Linked DNA regions of Danio rerio: region 1 is linked to region 2. A link is a contact called in public Micro-C data. All regions are on one chromosome and are shown on one strand. Each heading gives the region's core, a stretch centred on a gene start, on an enhancer-like site or on the middle of the called end of the contact. The rest is flanking DNA. Distances are from core to core; before and after follow the strand shown. Region 1 holds the start of ntrk2b (neurotrophic tyrosine kinase, receptor, type 2b). Region 2 holds the start of mast4 (microtubule associated serine/threonine kinase family member 4).

Region 1 (5,954 bases), core at 1,629-4,128, 530 kb before region 2:
TCAACCCCTACATACAGTACGTGTACAAAACCGTACAATCACGTGTTTGATGATTTGACTAATTGTTTTTTTTTTTTGGTTTTTTTTGTCATTTAATGGAACATTCTGTAATCATGTTCAGAAAACATGGCACTATGGGGATATATGGGAATATGGACCAACAGTTTATAGTCTGTGAGCTTTTTGTGAACTCTTTACTGTGATTTAATTTAGTAACATTAGCCTTATTTTTATAGCATTTGTTAATCTTTGTTAACATTAGTAAACATGAAATTGTTAGTTTGTGTGCAACTAATGTAAGAAAATACTAATTAATTTTAGTAAACTTTAGCTTAAATGAATACTGTTTAAGCTATGTTTTCATTGTTGGGTCATGTTAAATAATAATAAAACAATGGTAATGAAAAGTGGGTATTTTATTTGTGAACATTAGTGAACAACATTAGTTAACTATAAGAAACAAATAGTACTAAATCAATTATGAACCCAAGTTAATGCTAATTTCAATATTTAAAAAAGCATTAATAAAACCAAACATTGTTTAAGTTAGTGTAAAGTAATAGATTCAAGCTAACTTAAACTTACAATGAACAGCTGCATGTTTATAGAACTGATAAATAATCATTAATACTTTTACAAAATGTTTATTAAATGTGTATCATTTATTGTTGGTTATGATCAGTTAACATGTTAACCAATATAAACAAGTGAAACATTATTTAAAAGAATTACAGAAATGTTTCACCAGATATTGTAATGTTTTTGGAAGAAGGCTGCAGTAAAATTAAAATATTCTTACAACTTAAAATTATAGTTTTTATTGTAATCCTAACCATTCCTACAGAAACAATTCAAATAATTGGTTGCTCTGGAAACATTTCTTATGACCATCATTGTTGAAAACAGTTTGCTTATTTTTGCAAGGAAATTGATACATTTGTTTTTGACAGAATAGCAATAAAAAGTTCAGTAATTGTAATAGAAAAAAATAAATGTTAAGTCTTTATTGCCACTCGGAACAATTAAAAGAGGGGTTTTGCAGTAATGTCATAAGAGGCCATTTCAACCTTTAATTAAACAGTCATTTAATTAATCGTTTATTTTATTTACTGAACATTTTCCTCAAAGAACATATTGTGGAAGGAAAAAATATCAATGAAACCTCTAAAGCAATGCTGAACCTTTATGAGTAACAGCATCCTTTTTTAATATAAGCTTTTTCTTCCATAATAATATTAATGATCCTCGATGTTGATGGTATTTTGGGATTTTTTATTAACATGGTAGCTACATTTGAGGATTAAATTGTTGAATTAAACCAGAATACAAACTCAATCAAGTTAATATAATAGTAGAATCGGCCTAGCATGGTATTAAAATATGTATAGAGAAATAAATATTGAAATACGTGCAATAAAATATTTGAATAATAGTGATTTCAGTGAGCTCTAACAGACGAAATAGAGCAAAATTTTAAATATCACTCAATATGATTAAGGACTAGTCTTCAGAGAGAAGCAGACGCACGTAATTTGACATTCCTTTATCAACCCGTCACCATATGAACACGTTAATGAAGGTTAGCGTGAAAAAGCCATGATTTCACTACAGCGCGCACATGCCTGGAGTGAGTCCGGTGAGCCGTTGTCGTGGAAACGGAGTGACATATTTGCGTAGGCGCCGATGCCTATTGCTCTGCGGACACGTTAGGCTAACCTACTCCCTGACTAGCATACTCATGCAATAATACACGAGTAAAACTTAATTCCATAATGAAATAACAGCTGTTTATTAGCGCATCCTTTACGGCAGGCCTAAAAGCACCCCCCACCCCCCTCAAGCCCCAAACCATTTGACGGTCTCTCAAGTCGGCTAGTCTGTCAGTGCTGCTGCCTAATGCAGACACTGAAGCAGATCAGATCAGCACTGATAAAGCTCCATTAAGCGGACGCTAAATCTACACCGATCTGCATCTAATTTCGTTATGCGGTCAGTTTATAAATTTTAGTGTAAGTCGATAGGGTCTATTTTTCCGCTCCCCCTGTTCTGGTACAGAAAGTCAGCCGAGGTGAGTCAGCAGCAGCCGCAATAAATTATTCTTCAAATGACCATCATTATAAAAAGACCCTTTGGATATGCAATCAAGTCAACTTCTTGCTTATTTACCGTCGCCCCCACCCCTTACAACCGCTATCATCCTCTTTCGCGCACAGACACGACACATGATGTCTGTTGCTTGTCATGCTGGTCTTGTTTGATATGAGGAGCTTATATGCAATTGTACGGCCAAAAAATGACTACAAACTCCAGAAATATCCACATCGGTGGCTTGTTGTGGATGTCATAGAATAGCAGTGCACTAACTTATTTTGGCCCTCGACGGATTGAGGAATCTACCCACACACTCCTCGCGCGCACACGCTCACAAACACACACACACACACGCGCGCATGTTTTTTCACGCATCCGTGAAGCTGGAGCAGGTCTCCCGGTGTATTTCTCACTAAAGCGCTCCACTTACATATCCGTGATGTTCTCCATGTCAGACTCCGGCATCAAGACAGGGAAATCCTCGATCCCTGGTTCTTGATCGATACACGAGATCCTTGAGGCATTGCAAAAGCACGACACAGGACAAGCCGAGCTGATCCTCAGCAGCCCGAATAAAAACCCACACAACCCCCAGCAAGCCATTCCACGAACCCCTGCGGTCATAGCAGGTCTAGCGCGGTGCGTTCGGCGTTGTGTAGTGTCTTGTAGTATTTTCAGCAATTCCGAGATGAGACGCCGCTGCTGTGGGATGCGCAAAGACGTTGTGCGCGACGCCAGACTGTCATGGAGTGGCCTTATCTGGTCTCCGCGAAAAGGTGATACCGCGACGGGGAAATGTCCGCGTGGTGATACGGTGCGCTGTCCAGGATTTGCTTGTTCCAGACGCGGTGGCAAACCGTGTGGCCGCAGGCTGTGTGTGTCTACGGGCTGCGGTGGTGACGCTGACGTCTCACATCCAGCGCTGGGGAAGAAAACAAGCGAGACAGTGTGCGTGTGCGCGCGCGTGTGAAGAGGCAGCAGCGCGTACCTGCAAGCGCCTATTGATTACCGACCGCATCTCCCTCAGCCATCGCTGTAATTACATGTGGAGGGGAACGTTAAAGATGCTCTCAGCAATGCCAAATCGGCGACAATCGATCACCTGTGTTGTCATGGGGCCGATTTTTTTTTTATTGTTGTTGGAGATTTGTGTTTATGACAGAGATGGAGGGGTTTGGAATTGTCTGGAGAAGGCAGTTTTTTTTATTCAATTTACTTAATATTTCATTACCTATTATTATGTTTATTACAATCTCAGCTGGCTGTGTTGCATTTCCATCTTGCTCTTTTCAACAACACCACAACTTCATGAATAGCCATTACTGGAGTGTGACGTGCTATTTGACGCACAAGATGGGCTGCATCTAAAAAAAAACTAATTCTAAACAAAATGCAAGGATTTTTTTCAGTCTAGCATTCCAGTCACAGTGTAATGGAGACGAAATGACATGAACAATATGTAGATAAAATTGATCAAACTACGCTTTTAAATTTAACAATTGACTGCAATGCTGGTATTCCTGGTAAGTCCCTAGCCTATTTAGAGCAAAGAGTTCCATCTATATAAAGCTTTTATGTTTATTTCAAATGCTTACACAGAGGGGCATTAATTTATGGAATTACTACAACACAAGCCAAAATGAGCCGAACTGTTATATTTCAACCAGGAGAGGGCGACATATGCATTCGATTATGCAACATATTTCACAGATTTAACTACTTGATGTTGCCTCTTAACACAAAAGATGAAGTTCCCATCAGATTTTAATCGCAAAAGATGCAGTAGTATTAAATAACGATAATTAAAACGATGTTGTTGTCTAACAACGTAACGTTAATGCAGATTGACAGTTTTTTTTTACATAAACGTTACATTAGACCTAACGCAACCAACCCTGTCAGATGTAAAAGACCGACGTGAGAAGTCCTGTATCAGTTGTTAATCGTTAACTTCAAATAGTGATAAAACCGTCTCTTAATTTATTGCAGATGACTATGCGGTGACAAGCTGTTAACTCAGGATAACGAGACAAGAGCGCTTCTCAGTTGCTATGACGATAACCTATAATGTAAGCGAACGCTTTAGGGGCGGGCTAACATTGAATAACTGACAGTCCCTTAGCCCAATTAGATTCTTAGAATTTATATCGACAATCTTTTAAACCAATAGAGCTGCGCGTTTGCGGTAGGAGTAGCCAATCGCGTAGGTAAGAAATGCACCGAACCCTACAATGAAATCAAGACAGAAGGCGTAGAATTTTCGGGTGAAAATTGGTGTGACGGAAGGGCTGCCTGCAGGTTAGTAATATATTTTGATTCTTGTTACTACAAAGACACTTTCGTTTGCAATATTAAAGTTATATCATGTAGTATTAAATCACAGAAATGTCGATCGTTAGTTACACCAGATTAAATGCGTTACCGTGGTGTAAATTAGCCAGCTAGTACTTAGCTAGTGCTAAGCACTTCTCAAAATGGAGAGTTTCCTGCTGATCAGACGCAACAGTCAATGACAACCACTTTCCCTACTGTCTTGCCAAAGTACAGTGCTGTATACGAAAACAATCGGTTTACAAATAAATAAATAAAAGTTATTTGAACCAACCGAATTCTGTGGTGTGATTTTACTCGCAATAAGAATGAAGTTGGCAAAACAAGCCATTTTGTGCACACATATCGCAACCGCAAAAAAAAAAAAACGTTTAGGTATATTGTACAAAAGATTGTTCAGTTATAGTGCACAATCTTTGCATGTGTTCCTCTTGTAAAGTTCCGTAAATATAGCAATTTTGTTCATAAGTGAACGCTAATGCCGTAATGGTTACGTTAACTGTAACTGTATGGCTAGCAGGCTAAATGCTACTTGCGCACCATTTTGTAGCATTGGGCCTTGACACAGCCCTAAATCAGTCCTTATACTATAAACCCGTGTAAGTGTTACTTAACGAGACGTCGTTTTTAGTAATTAAAATAAGCATATTCGAGGTTTAATGTTAAAAAGGGACTTGATGACCAAACGACGCGTTTAATATTAAATTCATATTGTTGTTGCGTTTTTTAGTATTTAGTATTTTCTTTATAAATAATCGCACGCGTAGCATTTCAATATTGTATTTTATTCAGACAAGAACGCTCATGTTCGCGAAAAATTACTAAGATATTTTATCAAATATTTTCGACATAACGTTTCACTGTGAAAAGTACTATGAAACTACCGCCGGAAAATAGTCGAACTCTGCATCATAGCATTGTCATCATTGCATCGTGGTATTGGCACAGTCTTGCTGAGAAATGACATGCTTCGGAACTGAACAGGATAAAAATGTAGATCCATGAGATTTAGTTTAAAACCGGAAATAACTCGGTTGTAAAAAGTTGTTTCTGTGGTTTCAATTGTATGACCATCATGTCTTGAGAAATAATATTAATAGTTATAATTATTCATGAAATAACTATGTAATCATTTATAGCTAGAGTGACAAAATATCCGTGGTTGGCAAAGGAGAAAAAAACATCTTATATTGCTTGTTGTTGCTGTCAAAAGCACAAATTCTCACTTGTTAATATTAGTATTTTAGTATTTAATGCTAGAAGGCTACACATTATTTAATTGTAATATGAAATATGATATATGATGTTTTTGTTTTTCATTGATATCTCAAATGATTATATTGACTTTTTAATTACTTTTTAACATATAATATTAATTTATTTTCATATTACACAGTCCTGATAACAGTGTTTCACTGCTACCTGATTAAACCAGTTGTAAATTATCTGGTCATTAGAGGTTTTGAGAAATATATAAGGCCTTGTTTGATGTAAGCTTAGAGTCATTTAAAAAAGCAGCAGACTTTTGGATT
Region 2 (6,336 bases), core at 3,823-6,322:
GAATGAAAGACGATGGTTTTGATCCCTGATATAGATAAGAAAGTGTGAGTTGTTTTGCTCTTTATGAGTGAGTCTGTTTGGCTAATTCCGTGACATTTTTTTCAGACAGAATCAACACCTTTTCAGAATGATACAATGATGGTGAGATGATAACTGTAGTGAGAAGATTTCTGTGTTATGTAACCTCTGACAGAAAAGGAAGAAAAGTCAAACATTAGTCCAAAACAACAAAACTCTCATTTCCCTGATATGCTTTTTTTCAGCAATAGACTCTAGTCTGCCTATTTAAATACACTGTTAAAAATTGTCCTGTTAAAAAACAGTAAAATACTGGCAGCTGCAGTTGCCAGCAGTGTACTGTTATTTTACAGTATGTTGCTGTAAAAATACATGGACTACATTGATTTACACAATACTCAAGTGAACTCATTTTGCTCACTGAAAGCAACTGCCTCAACTTGGTCAACTGCTGAATGAGTTTATGAAGTATTGTGCTATATATGCTTAGAAGCATACTTATAATGATAACTTATTTTAGTTAATTAGAAAAGTTTGGTTTAACTCTAATGTCTTATTTTTCACAACAGCACACATACATGTAAATCTGGAGTCACCAGAGAGATTCTGACTGCATCAGCAACTAAACAGCCGCTATCTTTAAATAGAGAAACATGCAGAATAACATCAGCAGTTCATTGTTCATCTTTAACTCATACACTGGCTCTACTCTCCTCCACAACGGTGACAGACAGAACAAATTAGCTTCAGGTTTTACAGTAAAATACTGTTTTTTCCTTGATTTAACAGTAATCTACTGGCAGCTGTGGTTGCCAGCAATATACTGTTTTTTAACAGTCTACTTCCATAGTTTAAATTAACAGTATATTACTGTTAAAATACATTTTTACACTGTGTTTTTACCTCTCACACCTTTAACCCTTTAAACCCCAGAGCATATACTTCAGTTTTAATTGAAGTGTCCACACTACTGAGTGTTCAAGAAACATGGAGCAAAGCTGAAGTAAATTCATTAATTAACTGACTAATTAAATGATAATTGAGGATTAACAATGAACAAATGAAGAAATACTGAAGGGAAAAAACAAGAACAGAACATATAAAACTTTAGTCACAGCTTTATAATGAAATAACCTGAAGAACAACAAATGATTTAATCATTTAAATGATCAGCGGATGATTAAACAACTCTACAAACATCATCACCAGCTACACTTATTACTTAATACATGTATTTTTGTATAACATCTACTAAAGTTCTTCTTGAGAAAAAGTTAAAGTTTTACGTCACCATCATGGAGAACAGAGTTTGCTTTAGTTGGGCTCTTAGCCCTGTCATTTTTAACATTTATATATCGTGGCTGCTGCAATTGTTAAGAACTTTGTTTGAAAAGCTCCTTTGTTGTGGCAAGCCAGCCAAAAACCTAAATAAGATCTGGTGATGTTCATGTTGCTATTAAATGGTAGAGTCTGTTCTCATTTCGTATAATAAAATTTACTGCTCCTATTCAATGTTAAATCCATTGTTGTACATTATATGTATATATATGGCAATGATTTCTGGAAGTTTTTAAGAATATCTTGGACAATAACACTGCTCTATGGTGTAAATTGCACTCAAAGAGACATCAATAATCACCATATGAACCTCAATAATGGTGACAACTAATTTAACAAAATTAACTGTTTAACTTACAAACAGGCAACTGAAAGTCTAAACATAAACAACAGCAGAATCAAACACAAATAAAGAAAACCGTTAGACCATTATACAACATTTATTTATACCGCAATGCATGCTGGGATAGTTGTACAGTGCCACTCCCAGCATGCATTGCAGCATGAAACATTTAAGATGTTACCATTGTTGAGATACAAGGTCAGATTCATGAGGTCTGAGTGTGTATTTGTCATAACTAAACTGTTTTTGTATGTTATTTCCTAACTGTTAAGTAATTACAGAGGTATCGTTTCTGTTTCCACTTCTCATTAATTAAATTAATACCTGCAACTAGCATAAAATCTATTGAATGAAGCCCTTCTTCCAGATTTATACCAAAACATTTATCAGAACTAATTTCAGATAAATAGATTTCTCTATTTATTGACTTCCCAACTTTATTGCTATAGTACAAACGTTTTGTAAACTCTGTATTCAAGCAGTTGGAAAGTCTTCTTAAATGAGTTCAAGGGTGAAGAGCCCAACTAAATCAGCCCCTCACTCCACTACGGTGACACAAAAAACACCTTAATTTCTGTTGGATCTCAATGAGAATAGTATGGAAGTCAAATCAGTCAGTAATAAGTGTGTCTGCTGTTGTTTGTGGAGTTGTTTAATGATCCTCTGCTGAGACTGAAGCTGTTTTATTTTATTTGATTTTATTTAATGCTGTAACTTAAGTCACTGTTTGTATTTCTTGTTTATTTTCTTCAGTAATTGTAATTATTAACAGCAGGTGTTCATCAGTGTCTGAATTCACTCATTAGTGTTCATTAAAACTGTCAGGTGAACTATATTAGTTAACTAGTGTATGAAATAGTGAACAAGGACACAAAGTGTGATTTCAAACACAGATTTCAAAACATCGAATCTGAACTCTGTTAGCTCACAGTTTTCTGCAGTTGGTTACTTTTTCGAAAACAAAAATGTTACCCAGAAAGCACTGTTTTTAACAGAATATTACTGTTTTAGTGAAAAAACATTATTTTACCGTAGAATCTGATCGTTTTTTAACAGCAATTTTTTACAGTGTAATGTCCAATTAACAGACTTTGCAACATATAAACGTTGCATAAACTTTAATTAAAGTTTAGAATTTCTTCAAATGTTGTTTAAATGAAACTCTATGCACCCAGGCTAAATATAGCAATTCTACATAGACAAGAACACCAACACACATGCAAATATGTAATGATTTCAGAGGGCAAAACATAACAATTATATCTGTTTGATTTGCACAAGATAGAGTTTTTGAAAGTTTTTGTTTGTTAAATCTCCAGCCAGAAGGAAGTAGTTTAAATTTAGTACACAATGAATGGGTGTAATCAGAAAGGACTAACTGGCCTTTCTTAGTCACCTTATATTTTCAGAAGTTTATGCTCAGCCCCCACTGTCTGTACATTTTAATTATACTGTTCAATACAAATATTAGAAAACAATATAAACAAGTATGAAACATATTTTCACAACAGCAACTTCCACATGAAAAGTTTCCTTAAAAGAAAAGAAAACTTAGCTTTTGGTTTGTCTCCAACAACAACATGTGAGAAAATGAAAGTGTCTGCTTTCTGAATTGACTACAAATGTGCACTCAGACTGCTTCAGACAACATCTAAATCATAGGTTAAATAATTTATTGATAAACCCCTACCCCCTTACAAAAACCTCAAACCTGAAATAAAATACACAAAATATATAATTTTAATTGGACTCCACTTGATTTTTAAAGTTTGACTGTACACCAGAGATTTCTATTCAGATTTCTAGAGCATTTGATAAAATTGTGCTTAACTCTATAGAACAGATATTGATTTAGCTTTGTATATACTTTGCAATAGAACGTCAAAAACCCTTTAGATCAAATTATTGTAAATGAGCGCCATCTAGTGTGTAAAGTATGTCAGCTAACTATTAAACTGACTAAATAGCTCACAGTACATAGATTTTACATCCTTTGAACTTAATGTGCACAATGTTGGCAGATTTATTTGATGTATGTTTTTTATGTAATACCTCATTTTACTTTTTTTTTAATGTTTAAAAAGATTTTGCAATATTTTCATATTTTATTTGTGAATCCAAATAACTTAATGTGTATTGTGCATGCTATTGATGTTAAACGCGTATGTGGGGGTTTCATTTGCCCTCCTATAATAGACTTGTTTTTTCAGTGCTGTGGAGATCTATAATCTGAGATGTTTTTGAGGTTTGCTATTGAGATTTTACAACAGCAATCAACTGCAGGGCACAAGCTATTTATAAACCACATACCAAAATATGGTGTAATGTGTAATACACACAGAAAATCTACGACATGCAATGTTTGCAAAACTTGAAAAAAACCTTGCAAAAAGCAATTACATATAAAGAGAATTATTACTATAACTCATTTATAATCACTGATCTATTTTATCTTTGCCATGATGACATTAAATAATATTTGACTAGATTATTCTTAAGATTATACAGCTTCAATGAAATTTAAAGGCTTAACTAGGTTTATTAGGTTATCTAGACAGGATAGGGTAATTAGGCAAGTCATTGTATAAGGATGGTTTGTTCTATCGAAAAAAAAAAAATATATATATATATAGCTTAAAGGGGCAAATAATTGTTTCCTTAAAATGGCTTTTAAAAAACTAAAAACTCTTTTTATTCTAGCGGATAACATCTACAAAAATTAATTTTATTTATATTTAATCAAATTTTTGTATGAATTATTTTAGTTATAAATTATTAATATAGTTTTTTTATATTATTTTAACCCCAGGTTATTTATTTGTTTGCTTATTTGCCTTGTTTTTTTATTTTTCTATAAGTGTTTTTTATCTAGGCCTGTAATGTGTGTTTTAATGTATAGGTTATTAATAATTGTAAATATAAAAACTGTAAGTCAAATATCATTCATTCATTTTCCTGTCGGCTGAGACCCTTTATTAATCCGGGGTCGCCACAGCGGAATTAACCGCCAACTTATCCCGCACGTTTTTACGCAGCAGACGCCCTTCCAGCCGCAACCCATCTCTGGGAAACATCCACACACACTCATACACTATGGAAAATTTAGCTTACCCAATTCACCTGTACATGTCTTTGGTCTGTAAGGGAAACCAGAGCACCCGGAGTAAACTCATGCGACTTCATGGTCAGTCATTTTAATTTCTCTACACTCGTCGGTGTCTAATGAAATGTTTGGAGCATATGTTTGGACATGCTTTGCTTTCTGAGGTCTCAAGGGTTAAGAGTGCGCCGTTGAAATCTTGTCCAGCGCGCTCTTTTCTCATTGGCCGATAGGCGGAGTTTGGATGTCCAATGAGAGCAGGTTTATAAGTTAAAGACACTGCAGCGATGCGTTGAGCAGGACGCGCTTTAGTGCTGCGCTACAAACTTCACTTTAAATGCCTGTATGTTATGACGTAAACATTAAAGTCAGTTGTAATCACAGCGGTACAGTGAGGCGAGATCTTTCCGGCGCTCAGCTGGAGCTCAGATCAGCTGTCCTTCAGCATGTGATTAGTTTTAGACAATTAACTTGATGTTTCAGGGCAATGGAGAGTGAGCAGTCAAAAACATTTGGAGGCGGCGGAGAAGATTCATCAGGCTCCGACACGCTGTCAGAAGGCGAGACGCGAGCAGACCACTATGAGTCCGAATTACGCTTTGAGGAATTTACTCACTCCTCAGATTTTGTAGGTCTTGACGAAAAAATGAAAGGAACTGATTCTGATGAATGCAGCGCCGAGATAAAAGCGATAAATCAGGGTGGTCACGATGAAGGAGAAAATGACGGGGACGAGGACGAAATGGTAAAGTATCTTTTGATTATAATATCACTAAACACTACAGAGGGATTCAGTTGCTGTATGTTTGATCTTCACTGTGACTGCAGGTGTGTTGTTTGAGCTATTGTTATTATTCACACGCTGAATTATGATTGGTGCTCTATTCACCTGTTTTAACATAACTGTTTGACAAATATACAAAGATAAATACACATGCATGACTGACAGATAGTCATATCAGAGTTTACTTATTAGACCTTTTATCTAAATAACGTTATCTGTTTATTTAATTAGATGTGGATTTACAACTCTGAAGTTATCCAAGAGTTTATGAGTTAAAAATGAGCAAACTGACACTTTATTGCTTGATTATTTACACCAGGCTATCCAATGCGAAGATGGTTTGATTTATAGAATTAATTTCGTGGTTGCATGAATCAATCTAATATCATGCATACCCTTAAAATCAACATCAACACAAACTAGTTTACTATCTGGTTTTATTGTGAATGATGAACTGTAAATTATTTTGGTATAGATATAAGAATGGTAGTTATACAATATTAAAAATTGATTTGCAGCTGGATAGACGTTCTTGGCTTGCTATCCATCCATTGATTTTTCATAGAGGTAAAGTTGGCTTTATATTTGTACTTTCAGATTTCTCCTTAAAAAAATATAATTTAATTCGAGTGTTCTTTACAAATTCTAAAGGGGGAAATCATATTAGCAGCCAATAGCGATCAAAGTACAACATTGATCACAGTCAGTTTAATAGTGCTAATGTTGTTTTGAAGTCATACTTGCATGCAATTT

What was found. A called contact is a pair of places that touch in the nucleus more often than the background predicts.
Region 1: a Micro-C map of caudal fin shows a contact between it and region 2, with 5 times the contacts expected there. The contact joins the promoter of ntrk2b here to the promoter of mast4 in region 2. A contact is called at or near these places in 2 of 18 Hi-C or Micro-C datasets (caudal fin and hematopoietic stem cells) and 1 of 4 datasets of contacts at active chromatin or transcription factors (embryo).

Annotation. Positions count from the first base shown.
Region 1 is chr5:60,952,960-60,958,913 of GRCz12tu, reverse strand. ntrk2b (neurotrophic tyrosine kinase, receptor, type 2b) reads right to left here and starts at 2,878. Exons shown (of 18, transcript NM_001197161.2): 1 at 2,522-2,878. The coding sequence starts at 2,715. All of the region lies in intron 1 of LOC141385623, which reads right to left. hnrpkl (heterogeneous nuclear ribonucleoprotein K, like) reads left to right here and starts at 4,328. Exons shown (of 16, transcript NM_212991.3): 1 at 4,328-4,389.
Region 2 is chr5:60,427,133-60,433,468 of GRCz12tu, reverse strand. It overlaps mast4 (microtubule associated serine/threonine kinase family member 4), which reads left to right and starts at 5,072. Exons shown (of 29, transcript XM_073951462.1): 1 at 5,072-5,544. The coding sequence starts at 5,287. The region is part of intron 1 of LOC100535993 (leukemia inhibitory factor receptor); the gene reads right to left.